Linked DNA regions of Mus musculus: regions 2 and 3 are each linked to region 1. The links are chromatin contacts, called in public promoter capture Hi-C maps. All regions are on one chromosome and are shown on one strand. The core of a region is the stretch at or near the end of the contact, and the rest is flanking DNA. Distances in the headings are between cores, read along the strand shown. Region 1 holds the start of Cip2a (cell proliferation regulating inhibitor of protein phosphatase 2A). Region 2 has its middle 21 kb from the start of Dubr. Region 3 holds the start of Bbx (bobby sox HMG box containing).

Region 1 (2,570 bases), core at 19-2,518:
CAGCAAACTGGCTGCTCTTCGTTTTAGTGATGACGCATTCCTCGTTTATGTAGTGAATTCCAACAGTACTTTCCTATTTGGACTATTATTAGATGGTTGCTTCTCCGCAGGCACCACGTCCTCATCTTTGTTCTGAGTGACAGTCAATCCCTAGCCCCGTTATACATGTTTGTTTAAAATGGAATGAATGAATGCATGAATGAATGCACTAGCTACAAACTCTCATGTGACTATCTCAACGGCACAATCTTTTTCCAGCCATCAGTTAGCTTTACTTTTATTTTCTTTTAATATGAACATAAATGACGTCTTTAAAAGGTACCAATACAAACGAGAAAAAAACAAAAAACAAAAAGGAACGTTCCCTGAATTCCCACAATTTCAGAAGAACTTAGTCAAATGGGCATTTACTCGATCCCACAACCTAGCTTAAGCTCCTGAACCAGTTGCTGACTCACTTCGTTATTAGATCCGTGCACATCATTACCTCCGATTAAAATAATAATAATAATAAAATTCTCAACGGTGCCTTTCTTTCTTTTTTTTTTTTTTTTTTTTTTTTTTTGACGCCACAGAAATGTGCAAAATAATCACGCCAGACAAGAACAGGCCCCTCAGCCTACAGACATCAAAGCTGACAAGAACGCGTCCGGGAGCGACTCCGGGATGCTCTCTCTCTATGGGGGGTTCTGACAAATCCTACCGTAAAGTTCCGGCTGCCTCATCACGGAACCCCGACCGCCACAGGTCTTAGCCTGCGCGAGTCGCCTGCGGCCACCAGGGACCAGGGCCGCAGAACCTGAGGCCCCTCTCCCGCCGCCTCCAAACCTACGCCCCCACCCCCAGCTTCGGCGGCTCCGAGTTCCTCACCGTGTCTAGACTAGGGGGGAGCGGCCGTGTCTCGGGCAGAGGCTGAGGCACGCACGGAAAGCCGAGCCCGCCGCGCCCAGGCCGAGGAAGGCCCGGGGACCGAGCCCGCGCGGCACGGAGACCCCCGTTCGCCCCAGAAGCCCTCCACAGAATGAGCCCGCACGAGCTCGTCTCGCGAGATTCCCGCGTGTTCGCGGACCTCCAGCCGAAACCTCGCGGCCTCTCCGCCAAAGGGGGACTGCGGCGGGGGTGGGAGGGGATGGCTCCCTGCCACCTTCCCGCAACCCCAGCGCCTGGAACCCAGGCCCACCCTGCCAATCACCGACTGCAGTCCCACCCGCTGCTCCCAGACTTCCGGAGTCCGACCGGAACAGGAAGCTGCCAGGCGCAAGAGGGGTGGGGCTTAAAAAAAATCAAAAAATGCGCGGCGACCGCTGAAGACAGAGGGTGGCTGGTGTCGGTGGTCGCTGACAGGCCGGCTCGTCGGCATGGATTCCACCGCCTGCTTGAAGTCCCTGCTCCTGAGCATCAGTCAGTACAAGGCCGTTAAGTCGGAGGCGAACGCCACTCAGCTGCTGAGGCACTTGGAGGTAAGGAGGTTCGGGGTGCGAGTGGGTGTCCCCTCCTTCGGTCCCCTCCTGTTTTCTTGTGGGGCCGGAAGATGGAGGTCTCGCCCTGGGCAGACCTGCAGCTGCTTCGCTGTCCTTGCACTGGCGACAGCGACTGGGTGTGCGCAACGAGTGGGTGCCAGGAGGGGATTGTGTACGGACCCAAACCAGGAGGCTTTGGGGTGTATGCGAGCGCAGTGTGTGTGTGTGTGTGTGTGTGTGTGTGTGTGTGTGTGTGTACGGACCCAAACCAGGAGGCTTTGGGGTGTATGCGAGCGCACTGTGTGTGTGTGTGTGTGTGTGTGTGTGTGTTCCGGATCTTTTTTTAAGGTGCTGTATTAGTCAGGGTTCTCTAGAGTCACAGAACTTATGGAGTATCCCTTTATATTAAGTGGATTTATTGTAAGGACTTAAAGTTTCGCTCCTACTAACCCAACAAGTGGGGAAGCTAGCTGTGACTGGGAAGTCCAGGAATCTAGTAGTTGCTCACTCCCTCAACACTAGTTGTTTTCGCTGGTCATCTGTGTAAGCGGGAATCCTGAAGAAGTAGGTTCCAACTGGAAAGTCAGTGTAAGCAGGCAAAGAAGAGTGAGAATTCCCTCTTCCATTGTCCTTATGTAGTCCTCCAGTAGGAGGTAGAGCCCAGATTAAAGGTATGAATCACCACACCTGGATTTGGAACTTGCAATCCCAGCTGGCCTTGAACTCAGGAGACTTGTCTCATTCCCCTGGGATTAAAGGTATGTACTACCTTGCCTGGGCCTACGCTTTTCATGGCCACTATGCCTCGAGATCTGGATCAAAAGCACATCGCCCCATGTCTGAAGCCTGTGTCTTCCAGCCTCAAGATCTGGGCAGATGTGCCCTCCATTTCTGGATTTAGTTCATTCCAGATGTAGCCTTAGTTGACAACTGGAATAGATATCACAAGTGCCTATTTTCTATGTCTGTTTTGTTTTCTTTGTTGAATATTGAGTGGCTTCATTCACCGAAGATAATCAGGGCAATTCATTCAGGTTGTATGTATAAACAGGACTCCTTTTTTTATGTGTAAGTATTTATGTAGATATTTATGTAAGTGTTCCACGGATC
Region 2 (2,570 bases), core at 19-2,518, 1.8 Mb after region 1:
CTGTGTGTAGGTTTGCTATGGGCTGACCTCAGGAAGGAGTGTGGCAGTAAGCAAGGAATGAACAAGCAAACCAGTAAATAGCTGGCATAGTTTTTGTCCTCTGAGAGTGAAGAGTTTTGCTGAAGAGGCATAATCTTATCAAAAATAAACAAATAAATGAAAGGCAATTTAATAGAGACAGTTTAAACATCAGCTCTTTTTTTTTTTGTAGTTGTTGTTAGTTCAGAATTTAAAAAGAAAGTAGGACCAGAGCCAAGCAGCCAGTTCTAAAGTGACGTCCTTAAACTTTAGAAGTTTCCTTGGCGCAGCAAAAACATTCCAGGAAGTAAAGCGGTTATAAATAGTTTCGGATCATTGTGGAAATGTACTGGGAACCTGGCAGAAAATGAATCAGTCGGGCTTTCCACAAGACCCACCTCAAATGAAGATCCCAATGCAAAGTGGCAGGAAGCCGTCTAGGGATGCCGCGACTAGGGATGATGGGCCGGTGGCGATGGGGTTCCAGGCATGAGAAAGAGACTCAGTCTGAAGTGCTCTCAGGCTGGATCAACTCTAAGGAAGGAGAGCATTAACAGAAGTTTTCCTAACAGAAGAAGAAAGGCTCCGGAAGACACCATTTCTAGCAAGGCAGGCTTTCTCTCACAAGCACTGAAGATGTTTCTGTCTGGGGTAAGGGCTTCAGCGTAGGCAAGCAGGTATAACGAGCACCATTGCATTTGGGTGGATGGGGGGGATAAACAAAGGTATTTCTGGAGAAATTTGCAGTATTTTTTTTACATTCCCATCTCCAATATGTCTCATTGTGAGCTATGGATGGACTGTGATGTCCAGTTTAAATAGGAAGTCCCCATAAAGCACGCCGTGGAGATTTTAGTGCCACGAGAACGGCTTCCTTTGTATCTTTAATTTTATGTGTATGGGTGTTTTTCCTGCACACGTATCTGTGCACCACGTGTATTCAGTGATCAGAAGGTATCAGATCCCTTGGAACTAGAATTACAGACGGTTGTTAGCTGTCAAGTGAACGCTGGGAATTGAACCCCTGCCCTCCGCGGGAGCAGTCAGCATCAATGCTCACACCCAGAGAGCATTTCTCCAGCTTTGCCCGCTCCGTCCTCCATCCGTCCTTTCTATCTCTGAAGGTAGAGTGACTGACAAAAATAGCCATGTTCCCTTTTATACCTTGGATGGATGCTTGTGAAATCATGTTCCTGTTTGACGCGTGAGATGGGAAAATTACAGAACTCCAGAAGGGGGTGTGGAAAGGGGCAAAGAGAAGAACTCTGCAGTAATGGAGTTTGCCTCATGGCTCTGCCGTTGTTTACCTCGTTTCCTGGGCTCTGGGGACTTCTGGACCAGAGAGCTAAGACATACTTTCCCTGGAAAATGCTGGGACTTTATTAGGCTGGAAATAATAACAATAAAGCAAAAGTAAAACTTCCTATTGAAGTTTCTTTTGAGCATTGATGAAAAAAATATTAGACCAGTGGTATGATGGGCAACTTATCAGTTCTGACTTCTAGGGAAAGTTTAAGTCAAAGAAAACCTCTCCAAAAGAGGGACACTGAAGTTCTGAGAGTTTTCTTTCCCAAGGTCAAAGGGTGAAATAGTTTGCAGCTCCGAGAACTTGTGATTTCCTTCCTGCTTCTTTTTATCTCTATCAACCCTGCATTCCACTGCTTTGCCGTTGATGGCCCTTCCTCCCCACACCTTCTGCAGTAGGGACTTTCCATTCAGTCTGGTGGCAGCGGTTCTGGCAACAGCTCTTGCACTTGTGTGGCAAGCTTTTAAATTCCCATGCTTTTGAGCAGCTGCAGTCAAGCTGACATGAGTCAGTGGGAGGGGCTTAGGGGAACCTCCAGGGAGCAGTAACTTTTTGACAGTCTCACAAACAGAACATTTTAAGTCTAATGACTCTAAAAGCTCTCCCTGTACATGCAAAAGCAACTGCAGTTTTCCCAAAGTCTACTGTTTTTTTTTTTTCTTTTCTTCTTCTTCTTTGTCTTCTTTTTTTCTTTTGGTCCCCAGAAAGAATCAGGTTTCTGCCTATAGCAAGACACATTCTTCAAGGATTAACTGTGACCTCATAGCTAAAGTGGATACAAAATAAAATCTGGAGACAACTGGAAAGTGAGAAGGGGTGGCAGGGAGACATTTGGGAATACAGAAGTGCCAAGCTCTGGCTTTTGCAGGCAGGCCTATTGCCTAAATAGGGAAGGCAAGTTATTATTTTTCTCTTCTTCTACTCTTACTGTACTCACATAGGTGATTTTCAGTGTGGGTTCCTTTCCTAAGGCCTCAAGGGTCCCAGATGGCTTGTTAGAGGATGAACGTCTTCACCTCAGGCTCCTTCATCGAGTACCGAGAGCAGGCAGTGCCCTTGTCTGAGGCCACTGCATCGAGTACCTAACTGCTGATATTTGACCCTAGAAGAAGGTCAACTTGGTCAGCCTATTATTAAGAGAAAAACAAGGATAGCAATGGATCACAGACCCCTTCGGGGAACTAGAAAATGACCTCCACTTCTCTATTTCCGTGCACTGTTCTTCCCAGTGTAGCCTTTCCCCGTT
Region 3 (2,570 bases), core at 19-2,518, 1.4 Mb after region 1:
CTTTAACCAGCCAAGGCCTTCCTCCTCCCCTCCACCGCCACCACCCCCAGCCTCGCTCTCTCCACCTTAAACTTATTGACACAACATAATCCCACATTCAAGCAAAATCCTGACACAGCCTCCCTCGTCCTCTCCCCCCTCCTCTCTTCCCTCCCGTTTCTCTCTCTCTCTCTCTCTCTCTCTCTCTCTCTCTCTCTCTCTCTCTCTCTCTCTCTCTCTCTCTCTTCCCCTCCCTCTCCCCTTTCCCTCCCCTCCCCTCCTCTCCCTCTCTCGCCTTCTTCGCCTTCTTCCCCTCTCCCCTGTTCTTCCTCCAGGCTACTCTGGCACTGGAACAGCACTTTCTCCACTCGCCGCGCATTTGGCTGGGGGTGGGGGGTGAGGGGGACACCGATCTCGGGGCCGGAACACCCAAATCCTAACTCTGCAGATGAACGAGCAACCGGGCTGCCGGTCCCGGTCACCGTCGCACACACACCAAATGTAGCCCCGACCCACCGAGGGCAGCCTTCCCGTACCTTCCACCCCTGCCCCGGGCTCCTCAGGCCCCACCTCCCCCGGCAGCCGAGCCCTGCCCGGGGCTCCTCCACGTACTTTCGCCTCCTTGAAGTTTGGGGCTCCCGGGGCGGCCACGAGCCGCCCGCCGGCGTGAGGGGACCGCTCCGTTGTTGTTTTCCTCGGGCGGCTCAACCCCGCGCCCCGGCTCCGTGCCCCCTCGGGCGGCGCTGCCCGGGCGCCGAGAGGTGCTGCCTGCAAACGCAGCCTGGCACCGGCTGGCCTACTCCTCCCCAGCCCGGCCCCCAGCTCGCGCTCGCCGGGCAGCGCCGCGCGCCCCCCGGCCCGGGCCCGCCGGCGCGGCCGCCGCGACCCTCGGCCCGACCTCTCGCCACCCAAAGTTTTGGCTGAGGGGAAAGTGGCCCGCGAGGCGCCGGCCGGTGGCGGCTCGGGCTCCGGACGCGCGGGTTCCCCTCGCCTTCCTCAAGTCCACCCTACCGGCTGCCGCCGCCGCTGCCGCCGCTCCTGCCGCGGAGTCCTCGGGCTGCAGCCCCGGCGGCTCGCAAGTGAGTAGGAAAACAGAAAGTGCGGGAGAGCGCCTGCGAAGGCTGCGGATGGCGGGCGCCTACCTCGCGGGCTCGCCGCGGCGCGAGGGCGTGTGTGTGGCTCGCCCTCAGCGGCCAGTCAGGGGCTCTCTATGGGAAAGTGGAGAGGAGCTTGCGGAGCCGCGCTGCCTCCGCTCCACTGTACACTGCTCCACATACAGTACATGCAACCCGGAGAGACTGAAAACACTCATTTTATATAAGGCAGCCTGCCATTGGCCCGCGCCGTGACGGACGGGCGGCGCAGCCAAACAGGAGGCGCGTTACACCCAAACACACGCACACATACACACATTTCACAGAGACACACAAAGATCATCACATTTTCTATTTTCTAATGTTCGGGACCTGTAGACAGTGGGCGAAGACAGGTAGTGAGGCCCAGCAGAGTAGGGGTCAGGAAGGAAGCCCTCTCTATACCAAGTTGCCAGGCTTGAAACTGGTGTCCTTTTGACTTGGGAGGGTTATGGTAATAAACTACAACTCCACTGGATATGGAAGTGAGGAGGGATGGGTTTGATCGCTGCCTTGTGGTGCCCCATGAAAGAGGCGAGCATTGTGTTATGATTTTACAGCCCGGCCTGCTAACAAGTGGCCGAGAAAGGCTTTTATCAGCTTAGATTTCTTTTGTCAATGGGTTAGCCATCACATAGGCCAAAATAGTGCGAGATAAGTTTATCAAGACTAGAATGCTTTGAGATTGTGACTGCCTCGTTAGCAAGCAAATTCAGAAAGTAAGAAAAAAAATCAATACAACAGGCAGAAACAAAGATAAACCTTATGCTAAAGTAGCCGAATGTGCACTTGAAAGTCAGAGGGCAATCACCTGTATGGGTACACAAGGTGTGCTGAAATTACACACCTTGTGGGAAAATGACAATCGACAGTCTGCCTTAGAAATAGACCTCTTGGTTCAATATAGCCAAGATTTATAATACACACACACACACACACACACGCGCGCGCGCGCGCGCGCACACGCACACGCACACACATCCTTTGTTTTATGTATTTCCCGCTGTATATGACTACTCTATGGTGGGTGATTTCTAGAGACAATGAAAGCGAGATCTAGTTTTAATGATATTTTTACTATGCTGTATCTTTGGCAGATCTTGTTAACAGTTTGATATAAACAAGTCAAAGGGATACTTAGAAAGAACCGAACCTAGGAATTAAAACAGAATAAAATGCACACACAAGTTTTTAACTAGTTGAGCAATCTTTTGAGCATATGAGTTCTTTTAGTCTCCTTCATTCTTAGAGTTGATTTTAGTTTTTATTTAAAGATTAAAATAAGCTTTCCCAAGATTGCCTTCATTAAATGGTTATTCAGCATCTACAACTCACTGGGACTATTCTAGGTCCCAGATGTTTTCCTGGAGTTCCTTCTGACCAGGATCCAAAATTTTCAAGAATCTTAAATACAAACAGTTTTGAAGATTAAATAGTATGATTTTTATAGTCTAACTG

Evidence for each region. Promoter capture Hi-C pulls out the DNA fragments that hold promoters and counts their contacts. Capture Hi-C pulls out chosen DNA fragments and counts their contacts.
Region 2: a contact with region 1 is called in a promoter capture Hi-C map of liver, with 4 times the contacts expected there. The contact joins the enhancer-like site here to the promoter of Cip2a in region 1. A contact is called at or near these places in 8 of 39 promoter capture datasets (the 3T3-L1 cell line, cranial neural crest, frontonasal cranial neural crest and 3 more) and 1 of 115 datasets of contacts at active chromatin or transcription factors (extraembryonic endoderm stem cells).
Region 3: a contact with region 1 is called in a promoter capture Hi-C map of adipose tissue, with 5 times the contacts expected there. The contact joins the promoter of Bbx here to the promoter of Cip2a in region 1. A contact is called at or near these places in 11 of 39 promoter capture datasets (the 3T3-L1 cell line, 3T3-L1-derived adipocytes, the C10 cell line and 6 more), 4 of 484 Hi-C or Micro-C datasets (CD4 T cells, cardiomyocytes, pre-B cells and 1 more), 6 of 115 datasets of contacts at active chromatin or transcription factors (astrocytes, cardiomyocytes, large pre-B cells and 3 more) and 1 of 9 other capture datasets (adipose tissue).

Annotation. Positions count from the first base shown.
Region 1 is chr16:48,992,920-48,995,489 of GRCm38.p6, forward strand. Cip2a (cell proliferation regulating inhibitor of protein phosphatase 2A) reads left to right here and starts at 1,269. Exons shown (of 21, transcript NM_172616.2): 1 at 1,269-1,460. The coding sequence starts at 1,359. It overlaps Dzip3 (DAZ interacting protein 3, zinc finger), which reads right to left and starts at 1,223. Exons shown (of 32, transcript NM_001110017.2): 1 at 871-1,223.
Region 2 is chr16:50,752,058-50,754,627 of GRCm38.p6, forward strand. No RefSeq gene overlaps it. Among named protein-coding and RNA genes, the nearest start is that of Dubr, 21 kb to the left of the region's middle. Within about 2 kb of position 1,269, at least 101 of the 459 cell types and tissues checked have an H3K27ac peak or open chromatin away from gene starts, as enhancers often do. A contact at or near this core is called in liver and pre-B cells, where this site is marked.
Region 3 is chr16:50,431,121-50,433,690 of GRCm38.p6, forward strand. Bbx (bobby sox HMG box containing) reads right to left here and starts at 1,269. Exons shown (of 17, transcript NM_027444.3): 1 at 1,122-1,269.